Regions from separate parts of the Mus musculus genome. Here regions 2 and 3 are each linked to region 1. A link is a contact called in public Hi-C and promoter capture Hi-C data. All regions are on one chromosome and are shown on one strand. The core of a region is the stretch at or near the end of the contact, and the rest is flanking DNA. Distances in the headings are between cores, read along the strand shown. Region 1 holds the start of Armc2 (armadillo repeat containing 2). Region 2 overlaps Foxo3 (forkhead box O3). Region 3 has its middle 70 kb from the start of Gm40630.

Region 1 (4,612 bases), core at 979-3,478:
AGAGGGCTGGAGAGATGGCTCAGTGGTTGAGAGCACTGGCTGCTCTTCTGGAGAACCGGGGCTCAACTCCCAGCAGGTCACAGCTATCTGTGCCAGAGGATCCAAGAGCCTCACCCAGACACTTAGGCAGAACACCAATATACATGAAATAAGAACAAATAAATAAATCATCAAAGAACCTTTCCAGATTATTATAAACTCCAAAGAAGACAACAGAAGGAGATGTTCCAAATGAAATCAATTTGGAAACTACAAATAAAACTCTATAAGTATATTATATTTATAACTAATCATTTTCCCCTAAGGTCTATGAAACACAGTTTAGTCATCCCTTCTTTACAAAATCCCATCTGTGTAGAATTTTGGAGGAACATCCAAATCAGCCACATAGGCCTCTGTGTAGTAAGTAGCCTAAATATTTTCCCATAGACTGTTCTACAGTAAACTAAGGTATATGCCATTTATCTCTTCAAGTAATTATTTCCTATAACTCTGTCTCTGTCATTCTTTTCGGTTCTTCTAGCCTGCTTGGCTGACATCTGGCCTGCTGGGTTGACTGGCTTCATATTTCAATGGTTTGCTTACAAGGTCTAGTTTAGATGAACATTTTAGACACAAGACCATAGATAACAATTGTTGGTAAAAAAACAAACAAACAAACAGATTTGGTTTTGATGTCTTGTTTTGTCTTCTGAGACAGGGTCTCACTGTGCAGCTCAGGCTAGTTTGGAACTTAAGGTAATCCTCCTGTCTAAGTTTCTCACATGCTGGGATTATAGGTCCAAGCCATGTCTGTTTTACAGGTTTGTAAGCTCATGTTTCAGTGGAGATGAGACTTTTAGACTTAGAAGCCAGCTACTGCAACGTTTGGGAAGGCTCACTGTGGACCGCAAATCTGGGGTGAGAAGAAGATGTAAAGCTGAATTTCTATTGGCTATCGATATACTCATTTTTCACCCACCATCATTCAGAAAGATGTTGAGGTTGAGTTAATATCAGATTACCAGTCATTTAATAACAAAACATTTGGAGAAGTCTGACTCTCCATGAAGGGTCAGATAGACACCTGTATTTATAAACAGCCACCAAGAGACCCAAATGGACTTGTATTTTATCATATCTCACAAACTATGAGATCAAAATGCTAGTTATGCTTTCTATACAACAGGCAATGTCCTTTTGCACAGTTGAGTCTGGTGACACACAAATGGGACTTCATAGGATAGATCCTGTTCCCAGTGAAAAATAATATTTAGTTTGGGATCCTAAACTTCATCAATGATTGAGTTTTCTTTGTCTGTGATGTGGGAAATCTTGTTAAGCACTTGGAAAACCTTTACTCAGTGTTCCAGGTGTCATTTCTCATCAAAGGTATTAACTGTGCAAAATAGATACAATTTAGTTATTCTTTACAAGACCCTTGGCACCATGGAATACGGCATTTTCCCAGTGTTGACAACACTTGCTGATAATCCCTATGTTTATATACCGTAGTGTAAATTTAGAGCTTATGCCTCGCTTGTATTTCACAAGTGTTACCCAATGATCCAGTGTAGACGCAAACAGAGTTTGAATTAGAAACATATACACAGGACTCTTTTTTTTTTCTTCCCCTGTTGGGTTGTAGTGATTCAGTAAGAACACACAGCGACTAGCCATAGCAACCCAAGACTTAAATCGCTCCTTCCTGATCTCACCTTGGGTCCCTAGTTGCTCTGTTGTGAGCTCGCTCTACAAACGGTTGAGTGCTGCCCAAATGCAAGGAGTTAATGATATCCAACAGGTTAACATTCACTGCTACATTCACAGCTCTTCACATTTATTTTGCTACGGCCCACGATTCAGCTATTCACACACAGGGATAGCACTCTCTGCCTGAAGCATAAGAGATGAGATGCTAAGGAACCGTTCCAGGTGGACGTTGACGTCTATAATCAATAACCGACTCTTTCCCAAAACACTACATTGTTCCTCTGCCAGTTGTTTAACAGTCTTGGAGATCCTACGGGGAGAAACAAACATGGTTGAACATATTGCTAATGTAAAAGAAGACTCCCCTCCACCCATTCTTGCCTTTCCCCTGTGGGTATGCTCCTGCCCGCGCTCCCGCACGGGCCCTCGCCACGCCTCGACGCTGCTACGCGTGCGTGGCTAGAGGGATTGGCGCAGGCTCAGTGGCGGAGAGTGGAGCAGGGCCGCCCCGCCCCGCCCCGCCCCGCCCCGCCCCTCCTCCTGGTCCCTGCTGCCCTGCGAGAGCGGGAAGGCCGTCACACTCCGCCGGGGTCTAAGTGTCTAGCGCTTGTCACAGGTGTTTTGAGTCGAGCCCGGATTCCCCAACCAGCACCTACTCCAGCGCATCCCGCTTCGCTCTGCGGCGTCCTGGATCTGTAGGCTGACCGCTCGGCCTGCAGCGAAAGGTGGTTTGTGTACGGTTACCATGGAGATGCTAGCCAGCAGGGCAAAGGCGGTGCGCGGGAGGGCGGGAGGGCGAGGTGAGGATGCTGAGGCGCTCGGCCCTAACCTGGACCGGTGAAGGAGCGGGCTTTTCCGGGAGTGGGAGAGCAGCTGTGCGTGCGGGAGGTGAGGAGTCCCCTGCAGGTTCACCAGGGACCCCTCCTGCAGTCTCTCTTCTGTTCCCAGATAGGGTCGAGGGGTGCTGCTGCATACTCTCGGGGTCTGCACAGGAGTCAGCTTCTGTAACTGTGAGCATTTAGTCAGTTGCCTGGTATTTAACAGGAGTAACCAGTAACACTGGTTGAATGAGAGAGTGATAGACTAAGGGACTCTGTGGAGGCAGGCCACAAGAACAAACTAGGATTTTCCTAGGTAACAAATGACTCCTCAATAAAGTGTATGTGGAACAATATTAATTACACCGTATGTATACAGAATGCCCCTTACAACCCATGCCACAAGTATTACCGCAGGTTCTTCCATCCCGACATCATATTCTTTTCGTTTGGTAGAAAATAAGTCACACTATATGTATCCCATTTTTGTAAATCCCTAAGGTTTTGACTAGCAGTTTGCATAGATTTGGGATAACTGACATTCAGATAAAAACGCTGGGTTTTTTTGTTTGTTTGTTTTTATTTTGTTTTTAAATCAAGGATGGTATTCTCTAGTTGAAAATTTAAATTTATGATATGCATGAAAACATTGGACAGATAGTCTCTTTTGTGACTTCTCTTGTTGGTGAGTATTTTCATTCTAGGAAGATCTTTCTTGACCAGCCAGCACTTGGACAGTACTTCTTAGTATTGTAAGAGCTAGCTAGCATCGTGCTAAAGCATTTGGACATTTCATGCAATGCTGAAAGCTGCCCTGAGAGTTGGTCATTATCCATGCTTTTTTAACAGAAGAGAACTCGGGTATAGAGATGTCTAATGCCCTTCAAGGTCACAGAGCTGCAGATCCTCGGGGGACTTAACACTTGCTCTGACATCTAAGCACTTTTCTTGCACCTGTTTGGATGCTCATTTAATGCCAAAGTAATTCAGTCATGGAAAGAGCCCTGAGTGTTTGATTTGCTGGGGAAAGAGGGTGCACCAGCAAACCCTATGTCGGCAATGTTGATGGGCAATGTTGTCTTTAACATGAAGGAGGTGGCTCTGGTGGCTGTTGGTAGCAAACAGTAGAGATAGGGGTTTTTAAAGATATATTTATTCTTGTTTTATGTGTATGAATGTTTGCCTGTGTGTATGTGTGTGTACAGTGTGCCTGTAATGCCCTCTGAGGCCAGAAGAAGAAAGTAACACATGCAAATAACACGTGGGTCTGGAGAGATGACTCAGTGGTTAGGACCACTGGCTGCTCTTCTAGAGGACCAGGGTTTGATTCCCAGAACCTACACAGTGGCTCACAAGTCCAGTCCCAGCGAATGCAGTATTGTCTTCTGGCCTTGGCAGGCACTGCATGCTTGTGGTGCATTGACATATCCACAGGCAAAACACCCATACACATTAAAACAGCAACAACAAACCCGTTTGGGTGTTCCCCATCGTCCTGCAGATGATGTTCATCCTGTAGTGGTCGCATCTGATACCACAGACCAAACAGTGAGATGCAAGCGACAACTTAGCCTCCCTCTTCTTTCCAGAGTTCACAACTCTTCTGGTTTCTTCTGAAAGGGCTCCTGGCCTCCCTCTGACCCCTGTGGATCTGTCCATTCTGTGTTGTCTCTGACTGTCCCCTCTGTTCTTGGTGCCCGTCACCCTTGATGTCACTGTCTCTCCGGAGTCATTTGTCCAGTCCCACACGTTTGAGCAACAGGGAAGGGAGAGGCGGCTATATTTGAATTCCTGTTGCCACAGGGCTTCACAGATCAGATGCTGTCAGAAATAAACTGCAATGTACCTTTATAATCGACTACAGCACATATCTCCAATTAAAGACACCACATAGCCTTCATCCGGGAATTTCTCAGCTCAGGTGTATTTAGCCTTCGGTTGTGCCCCTATGGAGGGCTGGGATTCAGAGTCCGAGGGTAGGAAATAGCACTGGCAGTGTGAGCAGTTAGTTCTAACACTGTGGACAGAGTTAAGACAGAGGCCAGTTAGGGACCTCACAGCAGCTGTACAAAGGCCATTAAACCTGGGAAGGTTCCTGGAGA
Region 2 (4,612 bases), core at 685-3,184, 190 kb before region 1:
AGCCTCTCTCCTCAGTGGGTTTGGTAATTGGGAAAACACATGGTAGAAGAACTTTGGAGTTAGCCAACAGGCTGGATTCGCAGCACCAAGGCTCACCGGACACACTCTTAAACTTTCTTCTCTCTCAGCTTCCTGCTTGTGGGGAAAAGAAAATAAGATGAGATGTGTCAGGGACTCCTGGCAGGCAGTGAGCACATGTTCTTCCTTCAGATTGCAGTAAAATACACACTGCTGTGAGTTTCCCTTCGTGTGCACTTGCTTGGCGCCAAGGTTTGTTACTTGTGATTTCGAGTGAGTCTCTAAGTAGTGAAGGCCCCATAGCCTTGCAAGATGAACTAAAAGGAAGCTCTATCTCAGCTAGATCTCAGCTGCATCTACCAGGCCTTGCACCACCGACTGGCTGGTCTATGCCCTGTCAATTTGTTGGTCTCCCCATCCCTCTACTAGAACCTTCCGTCTGCGTCAGCATGTGCTATCTCCTAATACCCTGGATGAGACCGAGAACTCGCAAGCAACCTCAGTGCCATTCCAGACTTACCCAGTGGGCGCTTACTGCACAGCACAGCACTCGTGAGGCCCTCACCTCCCTCTCACAGCTCACTCACCTTAAAAGTGCAGCTCAGACCAGTCCTGTGGCTTCTGCACCCTTCCCACAGAGCCAGTGATTAGATGACAGCATTCTGAGTACTCACTGTAAACCAGGTTCCATACAGGGTTGGTGGGTGGGTGGATGGATGGATAGAATGGATGGATAAGATGGATGGATGGATGGATAGGATGGATAGGTGGGTGGCTGGAGGGAGGGAGGGAGGGTTGGGTAGGTGAGTAGATAGATGGGTAAGATAGATGGATTGTGTCTTTGTCTTGTATATCCTGTACTCTCTTCCTTCAGTATACCACTGTGCTGATATTGTTTCTGGGTGACATCACCTTTATGCCTCAAGGCCAGGAGATGGTATGTTCACCTCAGCCCTGTTACCACTTACTAACTGACTGAATCCAAGTCCGGCCTTACAGTCTCATCCCCGTTTTCTTGCACTGTAAATATGGCTGCCGTTTCCCAGTGCCGTATTCCCCTGCATTGTACCAAGTGTCTAATGTCACTAAAGTGACTCTAAACCTTCTGCTGTGTCCCTGAGTTCTAGATGTGAGTTTCTAATGTCCATTTTTCATCCATTTCTATACATAGTATGTTTCCAAACTGGAAAAAGATGTAGCTTTTTTTTAAAATCTCAGGTAAAGTTTGGGTTGATAAAAATTATGTTGTTAAACACTGCAAAAATAAATTTCAAGACTGTTTTGGGATCCCTTGGCTTTGAACTCTCTAATACATCGATTTTATCTGGCTAGATAACCATGGTTTTAAAGGGAATTTCAGCAGCATGTATTTATCAAGTCTCTCATGAGAGAGGGAAACAATTTGAAAACCTCAGGGAAGAATACATTGAAGAGCAGAGTTGGCTAAAAGCTGTGGTCTAACCTGCTCTGTGGAGGAGACATGTGAACTGGGTACCTGTGGCTGTTTCCTTGGTCTGGGGCCCGGACTGTGGAGTGGGAAGTGTGAGGCCTTGGGGAGCAGGGGAGGAAGAGGGCTGGGCGGCAAGCCGTGGGTGTGGGCAGAGGTGCGAGGCTGCCAGGGATCTGTGTGTGCCGCAAGTGCAAGCTTGGCTGGAAGGAATGGAATGTTCCCTCTTGCCCTCCAAGAGCAGAAGCAGCTGTGGGACAGCTCGGTGAAAAACCAATGTATATTATCACTCTTGTATTAAAATAAAGTCCACGCTAGAAAGCCCACAGCACGGCGTGCGGCAGCATGCTGGCTGCCTCCACACTAAGGAGACTTTGCCTCCCTGCGAGGATTGTCTCCTCGGCCGCTTCTCCGGCCAGCTCTACCTAAGACAGGCGAGGGGGAGAGCAATCCTGGCTCCGCTCATCGGAGCACTGCTCTAATCCTGCTATCACTGGCTGTCTGCATGACAACGTAGAACATGCTTCCAGAGGACATCTGTGGGTAGAGAATTACTGTCAGCAAATTTAGCGGGAAGTCTTGTTTCTAGCTGGAAATACAATCCCTCTGCCAAGTTCTCAACAACATTTATTTTAGAACATCGTTGTTTTTTAAGGCCCTTTAATGGTTTAAACTTTTAAGACTGTAGACAAGGGTAAGGCTAGAAAGAGACTAACTTGTCTTCCACGTCAGAGTTGATTGCACAGTCCTTCTGATGAAGGGTTATTTACATTTTTATCCAGCTGAAAGGTTTATTTTTTGGCCACTATAGATAGTCCATATGAAAAAAATGTTTTTCAATTTCCAGGCCAGGGTTAGGCTCTGACACTCGTCTTTGTTTTCATTCATCATGGTGGTTAGTCCAGAGGAGATAGAGTCTGGAGATGAATGCAGGTGAGGGCAGAGCCAGCTAAAGGGGACAGTGACAGGGTGAGTCTAAGTCTTGGACTCCAGTGATGTCACTGGGCTGCTACCAGACCTGAGGCACTGGGAATCCGTGAGTGGGATGCTCTAGGGGGAGGGGACTTCAGTGGGTTTCATCATGACTACTCATTAGCATAACTGGGGGGACTTCAGAATACCCAGGCCCCAACTGGGCCATGGTGGTACCCTGGAGGCAGAGGCAGGTATCTCTGAGTTCAAGGCCAGCCTGATCTACACAGTGAGTTCCAGGACAGCCAGGGGTACACAGAGAAACCCTGTCTTGAAAAAACAAAAAAATTTAAAAAGTAAAATACCTAGGCCTCAGCACAGGTATTGAATCAGACCTCTGGGAAGGGACATGGGGGAGGAAAGTCTACCCTGGGAGTCTCAAACAGGCAGCCAGACTGCAGAATTACTAACGAGTAGAAACCTGGAGTCTCGACTGAAACCTTTGACAGGCCCTGTCCGCCCAGCCAGCGTTTCCTGTAGCTGCCTCTGTATGTGGCATGTCAGCCTCTGCGGCCTCAGAGCTGTCCACGCAGCCATTGCCACCCGTAGGTCACCAGGAGCAAATAGTAGAATCCAGGCATCGAACAGCTTCGTTCTAAATAGCCAGTGCCCTCGCATCAAACGCTGAGGCAAACTTAAAACATGGGTTCTGCATGAGAGGCGGATGAAGACTGCTGGAGACGAGCCATCTGCAGTGTCTCCCGAGTCTAGTGGGCAGTGACGGGCTCATATGTTGACAGCCATTACACATTTGGTCTCTCTCTCTCTAGACAGCCCAGAAAATAAAAAAGAGGGGGAGGGGGAGGGGGAGGAGGAATTAGAATTGTCTTTGCAAAAAAACAAAAACAAAAACAAAAAAAAAAAAAAACAGGGCTTTTAAGAGTTAAATTGCACAACCTTTTTATTTTTAAAGTGGGTAGATTTCTCCTTGCTGTTGCTGGGAAAGATAAATTGGAACCACATGTTGCTTCCAGACAAACCCTCTCTGTGTTCCAGGGAAAGCATGCGCAGCTGGTGTCTGGGTTAGCAGAGTTTCCACAAGGTAAACATGGCTTGGAAGGAGCTGAGGTAGATGCAGGAGCTGAGGCAGATGCAGTGAGCAGCCGCTAACAAGTGTCTAGTTTCTGGCACTGCACCCTAAAAAACTTTTACAAGTTTGTGATCCTTTCTTGGAAGGCACCGCCCTCTCACCTTTTGACTCAAAAGCACACGATGCTCAGAAAACAGTAAGCTAGGGTCCGAGATGTCTGACTATGAGATCTGCTGTTGAGACTTGTGCTTGGCACTCGGCTAGGGAGCATTGCGTGCCGCACATCATAGCCTCCTCGCAGGGATCCCAGACATAGAGCGCGTTTGCTCCTGCCTTCTCCAGAGGGGCAGTTGAGGTCCCCATCACAGCACTGGGCCTGTCTCCTCCATGGCTACCTTCCCTGGCTTGCTGTCCTACCCACCCACTCTGTAAATGAGTGGTGAGATTCTCTGCAGCTCTAGGCAGCTTCTTGCCGACTCCAGTCCTGTTTTGAATCCACCTGTCTTCATCATGATTTGGCATAGTTAAGGGTCATGGACACCTTAGCCTCTGCAGTGAATGCATTTTGCAACAGAGAATTGTTCATTACATGAAGAAAATAATTATCCAATCGTAACCAGTGCAGTCACCTTTATGTTAATGTCCTCTGGGTGGGTCGGGCAAAGGTGACCCACACGGTGCAGTCAGCATGCCTGGAACATCAATCCCAGCAGGTTGCCTCCTCCACACACCTATTGCATGTCTCCTGGAAGGTTGGCCACGAATTGTGGCCACAGTCACATTTGCCAGCGTGGTTACTAATTAACCACATCACTGAAGAGGCGTAACACAGAAAGACAGGGGCTGTTCTCAGCTTTGCCCCCTTGGACGAACTGTAGGGGTTTCTCGAGGCTTTATAAATGTTTGTTGGAGCTGAGGAAAGTCAGCATGGCTGCATGAGAAGTGACAGTTTCTCACAGACTCTTGGCCTAGATAACTGGAGCTGCTTACGAGGTCTGGATGGGCGGCTTCTGGGCAGCCTCGGTAACTGACTGTGGTGACGGGATGGCCAAGCAAAACGCATGGTTTTCTAGCCAAGAGAACTTCATGGTGGGCTTCAAGTGTATGTGTGATATAAGTGTAGGGTTAGAAAACCCGTACTTGAC
Region 3 (4,612 bases), core at 787-3,286, 130 kb before region 1:
AAGTGGCACTATTAGAAGCTGTGGCCCTGTTGGAGTAGGTGTGGCCTTGTTGGAGTAGGTGTGTCACTGTGGGTGTGGACTTTAAGACCCTCATCCTAGCTGCCTGGAAGCCAGTTTTCTTCTATTGGCCTTTGGATGAAGATGTTGAACTCTCAGCTCCTCCTGCACTGTTCCTGACTGGATGCTGCCATGCTCCTACCTTGATGATAATGGACTGAACCTGTAAGCCAGCCCCCCAATTAAATGATGTTCTTATAAGAGTTGCCTTGGTCATGGTGTCTGTTCACAGTAGTTAAACCCTCAGACAATTTCCCACAAAGGAGTAGGACATGTTTAATGGCACCCCCTTGCTATCTATGTTCTCTGTACCCCAGTCTCCAAATTTCTAACTTTCCTGATGTTCCCATCACAGGGGTGTTGCTTATGCCCAGTGCCTAGACTATTCTCTTCTAGCCTCCAGCCAACCTTTTGCCTAATTACCTTATCCTACTTCCTCGGGGACGCTGACTCCTCCGCTCTGAGACCCCAGCATTGACCCCACCACAGTGGTGTCCTTCATACTTCCTTCTAACTTACAATCTCTTATCAGCTCTCATGCGTGATACTGAAACGGATAGTTTCTCTTCTCTGCTAGAGTGTAATTTTCCAGGTAGGACGTGGGCTGCTGGATTCAATATTTGAAGCTGGGTTGCACCCTCTAGCCCATGCTAGCCTGAAACTTATGTGTTCTCCTCTGTTGGCTTCAAATTTGTGGCTCCAGCCTCCAGAGTTCTGGGATTACAGGAGTGAGGCATCACACCCAGCAAAAGTCCCCTCTTCAGTGGATAGCCTGTTTGCATTTATGCTTTCTGGCCTCAGTTGGACTCCTTCACTCTTGGGATAAATAAGAACTGAAACTGTTATATTAACCTTCTCTTATCTCCCCAAAGGTTAAATCTTTTATAGACTCAAAGGAGCTTAAGTAGACTGGAGAGATGGGTTAATGGTTATGAGCAATGGCTGCTCTTCCAGAGGATGGGGGCTCAGTCCCCAGCATCCACACGGTGGTTCACTAGTCCCACATGGTGGTTCACTAGTCCCACTAGTTCACTAGTTCCACATGATGGTTCACTAGTCCCACTAGTTCACTAGTCCCACATGATGGTTCACTAGTCCCACTAGTTCACTAGTCCCACATGGTGGTTCACTAGTCCCACTAGTTCACTAGTCCCACATGGTGGTTCACTAGTCCCACTAGTTCACTAGTCCCACATGATGGTTCACTAGTCCCACTAGTTCACTAGTCCCACATGGTGGTTCACTAGTCCCACTAGTTCACTAGTCCCACATGGTGGTTCACTAGTCGCAGGGATCAGACCTCCTTTTCTGAGGACACCAGGCACGCATGTGAAGCACACACATAAGTGTGAGCAAAGCTCCCACTCACAAGAAACAAACAAACAAACAAACAAACAGTCTCTTCTTTCCCTAGCCTTATGTTGGCACACAGCCTTTCTTGGGAATCCTGTCTACATGGCTGGCCTGTTTGTGGCCTCATTATGTGTCAGAACTATTGATTATTTCTGCCCGATTCAAGCGTCTGATACAGGACAGTGTCCAGGCTGGTCAGTACCGGTTTTTAGGACCACTTTCTCATTTTGCACACACACAACCTGCCCCTGGGGAACTGGAGCCAGCTCTGTGGTTTGTTTGATTCTCTGATCAGTTCCCATTTCCCCAACCCCAGGACTGCACACAGGCTGCCCTCTCTGCCAAGGACGGTCACTCCCACCCCACCCCTCCCCCTTCCTCGCTGAAGTCCTTAGCTTTCAAGCCTCAACTCCCTTTTTAACAGTTCTTTAGATGGAAATCAGACCCTTCGGTTCCCCTCAAGGTCTGGATCACAGCACTCTGGCTTTCCCTTCGGGAACCACTACAAATCACGTTTCCCTTTTTATGTATGTTTGTCTTGTTTTGATGATTCCCCCTCTCATAGGCTAAAAATGCCACAGAGACAGCGTGTCTGTTTTTCCCTGTCCACACAAGGCCTGCTTGCTCACTGTGCTGGGGTGGAACAGGGGCTCTGCACATGCTAGCAAGCCCGTGCATGGGAGCTGCAGCCCAGCCCACAGGCCCGCTGGCGAGCCAGTGCTGTTTGCGCAGCAGGGTTCCAGGCACGCTAACTGGTAGGAAGAAGCTGTGAATGAACCAACTAATGAACAGGGTTGCTCCCAAAGCAGCTTTGAGGAAACTTGCCAGCTTCAAAATAACCCCAAGCCCAGGCCAAACTCAGTGTTATTAGAAGAAATGCAACACTTTGTGTTTTGAACTGGTCAATTCTCTGGTTTTAAAAAGGCCTCCAATGGCCTCTTCTCTCGTAGTCCAGAAGGAGGTCTTGGAAGAAGGATGGTCTCTGCTCTCTCCTCCTCGGTGAGAGACGCTCCTTTCTGTCCAGTTCAGGTCGAAGTCTGCCTATCATCCCTTGCTCATCCTTGTTCTTAACAAAGCCAGCCTTGCAATCAAGCTTGTTACAAATGTCAGCACCCTGTGTGGCACCCTTTGTCCATTTTTGACACACTCCAGATTTGGGGATACTTTTGCTACTAAAGTCAACAAGGTGGCTTCTTTCCGGGCTCAATGTTTGGGGTGGGGGTGGGGTCTCTGGAGCTGCTTGTCTGTCAGAAGCCTGACATATATCTTGGGGTTCCTCTGCCTGTGTCATTGTTACCTGAGTTGCTAGGGTCACAGCTTGGACACTGGTGACCCTCATCAGTCATGCATGGCCACAAGTCCTTAGCAGGTGTATTTATTATTATTATTATTAATTATTATTATTATTATTATTATTACTACTACTGTTGTTTTTTTTGTTTTGTTTTGTTTTGGTTTGGTTTTGGTTTTGAGACAGGGTTTCCCTGTGTAGCCCTGGCTGTTCTGAAACTCACTCTGCAGACCAGGCTGACCTTAAACTCAGAGGTCTGCCTGCCCCTGTCTCCTGATTACTGGGATTAAAGATGTATGTCACCCCCTCCACCCCAACCCCGGTCTGGCTTTATTCAATAGGCCAATTAGACAGATAAGGAGAAAACAGAGAAAGGAGATTTACTCAGGGTGACCACATTAGGAAGAAGCAGAAATCGAGAGCCCCAGTGGCCTCTTCCAGTCCATCTTCAGAGAGGGCAAGAGCTGAGTGCAATTAGTCAAGATGTGATCAGGTTTGTCATTGGCCATCATAGTCCTGGCTTTGGTCTCTTCTGTAAGGTAGTTAGGTGGTTTGTCACTACTGTGTGGAATCTTTTTCTGGGGATGAGATTCTGCTCTGGCTGGGATCCAGGCCTCAGCCTCTTTCTTCTCCCAGCATCAGACTCTTGAGGAAGTTCCAACCTTGGGGTCGGCTGTTTCAATATCTGACAGTCAGAGGGAGGGGCACGATTCTCGTTGGATTATCTCCATTCCTGCCAGGAGGGTTACAGGATCAGGCTGGACTGCATTCCGGGAATGCGGACCTGAGACCTGAGACCCTGCCCTGCCCTGCCCAGCTCTGTCTCTCCTCTCAGCCCAGCCACATGTGTCTTCAAGCCTGGAGTTAAGAGAGCACTGAAGTCAGGTACAAACACAGGCAGCCAAGGGGCCCAAGAGGGCGTACGTGGGGCACAGGTACACACAAGCCCACTCTCCTTCCATGAGGTCTCTGTGGTAGGCACTGGCCACACTTGGTGGAGAACACACCAAGGAGATGGCTACCTGCGCAATTCAGTCTTCACCTGCTGTGGCTCCCCTGGAGGCAAAAACTCCATTCACTTCCACCCTCTTACCCAGAAGACTGGTGAAATACACTCTGGATGCTCCCTCCGGAAGCGATCCAGGTCTGATCAGGGATCTATCTTCCCTCTGCTGTTCAGGAAGAGTTATACCTGTCTCCAGAAGAAGTCTGTCTTAGCCTGATGGATTATTGATGGAAGAACTGGCCCAGAAACCCCTGGTTACCACAGGTTGAGGGTCTGTGGAGCTCTGTGCCTGATGGGTGTGTCTCCTCCTCCTGGGCATTAGTACTTCCAGACCCACAAAAGTGAAATGTCGCCAAGACCCCAAGATGTCTCTTAAGCAGGTCACCAAGGACAACAGGAGCAGACTGTTGCAGCTCCACTGGCTGTCCCCTGGTGCCTTTGCTTCTGTTCCCCAGCCCACAACAGGGATGGCTCAGGTGAGCCCTCTGAGGCTTGCCGAGGTCTTCTGTGGCTTCATCTTTGTTCTCCTTTGACTCTTGGAGCTTGGCTTCTGTCAGTCACTCACCCCAATGTCTGCTTTCTGGGGAGCCAGTCCACAGGAGAACCAAAAGGGTGAGTGGAGTAGACAAGGCACCCCATTTCCAAGATTTGAAACAACTGAGGGCAAGCTGGAAGAAAGAGGATTCAAACCTCAGGTAGACCTCGAACGTGAAGGTCATCTTCTGTTTCACGTCCCCACAAACCCCCAGAATGAGTCTCAGCGTTACCACATTTTAAACTCCAAGCAGTGGAGAAGACAGTGTGGGGGAAGACACCTTTGGAGAACTGGTGTTTGTTAATCGCTTGGAGCATGGCCAGCAGCATTGTTTTCCCATTGGGTTGTTACTGACAACTGGGCCATTTGG

The links. Promoter capture Hi-C pulls out the DNA fragments that hold promoters and counts their contacts. Hi-C and Micro-C count contacts between places; a contact is called where the count stands out from the background.
Region 2: a contact with region 1 is called in a promoter capture Hi-C map of 3T3-L1-derived adipocytes, with 7 times the contacts expected there. The contact joins the enhancer-like site here to the promoter of Armc2 in region 1. A contact is called at or near these places in 13 of 39 promoter capture datasets (the 3T3-L1 cell line, 3T3-L1-derived adipocytes, the C10 cell line and 9 more), 2 of 15 datasets of contacts at CTCF or cohesin (the NIH/3T3 cell line and embryonic stem cells), 10 of 484 Hi-C or Micro-C datasets (the G1E-ER4 cell line, the HPC-7 cell line, Sertoli cells and 5 more), 7 of 115 datasets of contacts at active chromatin or transcription factors (bone marrow-derived macrophages, embryonic stem cells, forebrain and 2 more) and 2 of 9 other capture datasets (adipose tissue and liver).
Region 3: a Hi-C map of bone marrow-derived macrophages shows a contact between it and region 1, with 32 read pairs. The contact joins the enhancer-like site here to the promoter of Armc2 in region 1. A contact is called at or near these places in 9 of 39 promoter capture datasets (the 3T3-L1 cell line, cranial neural crest, hematopoietic stem and progenitor cells and 4 more), 2 of 15 datasets of contacts at CTCF or cohesin (CD8 T cells and the NIH/3T3 cell line), 2 of 484 Hi-C or Micro-C datasets (bone marrow-derived macrophages and uterus), 3 of 115 datasets of contacts at active chromatin or transcription factors (bone marrow-derived macrophages and embryonic stem cells) and 1 of 9 other capture datasets (adipose tissue).

Annotation. Positions count from the first base shown.
Region 1 is chr10:42,015,998-42,020,609 of GRCm38.p6, reverse strand. Armc2 (armadillo repeat containing 2) reads left to right here and starts at 2,228. Exons shown (of 18, transcript NM_001034858.3): 1 at 2,228-2,417. 1700016J18Rik (a long non-coding RNA gene) reads right to left here and starts at 2,456. Exons shown (of 3, transcript XR_871596.3): 1 at 2,349-2,456; 2 at 1,698-2,002.
Region 2 is chr10:42,202,328-42,206,939 of GRCm38.p6, reverse strand. The region is part of intron 2 of Foxo3 (forkhead box O3); the gene reads left to right. Among named protein-coding and RNA genes, the nearest start is that of Gm38485, 70 kb to the left of the region's middle. Within about 2 kb of position 1,934, at least 53 of the 459 cell types and tissues checked have an H3K27ac peak or open chromatin away from gene starts, as enhancers often do. A contact at or near this core is called in 3T3-L1-derived adipocytes, adipose tissue, cerebral cortex and 2 more, where this site is marked.
Region 3 is chr10:42,150,110-42,154,721 of GRCm38.p6, reverse strand. No RefSeq gene overlaps it. Among named protein-coding and RNA genes, the nearest start is that of Gm40630, 70 kb to the right of the region's middle. Within about 2 kb of position 2,036, at least 49 of the 459 cell types and tissues checked have an H3K27ac peak or open chromatin away from gene starts, as enhancers often do. A contact at or near this core is called in bone marrow-derived macrophages, hippocampal neurons and uterus, where this site is marked.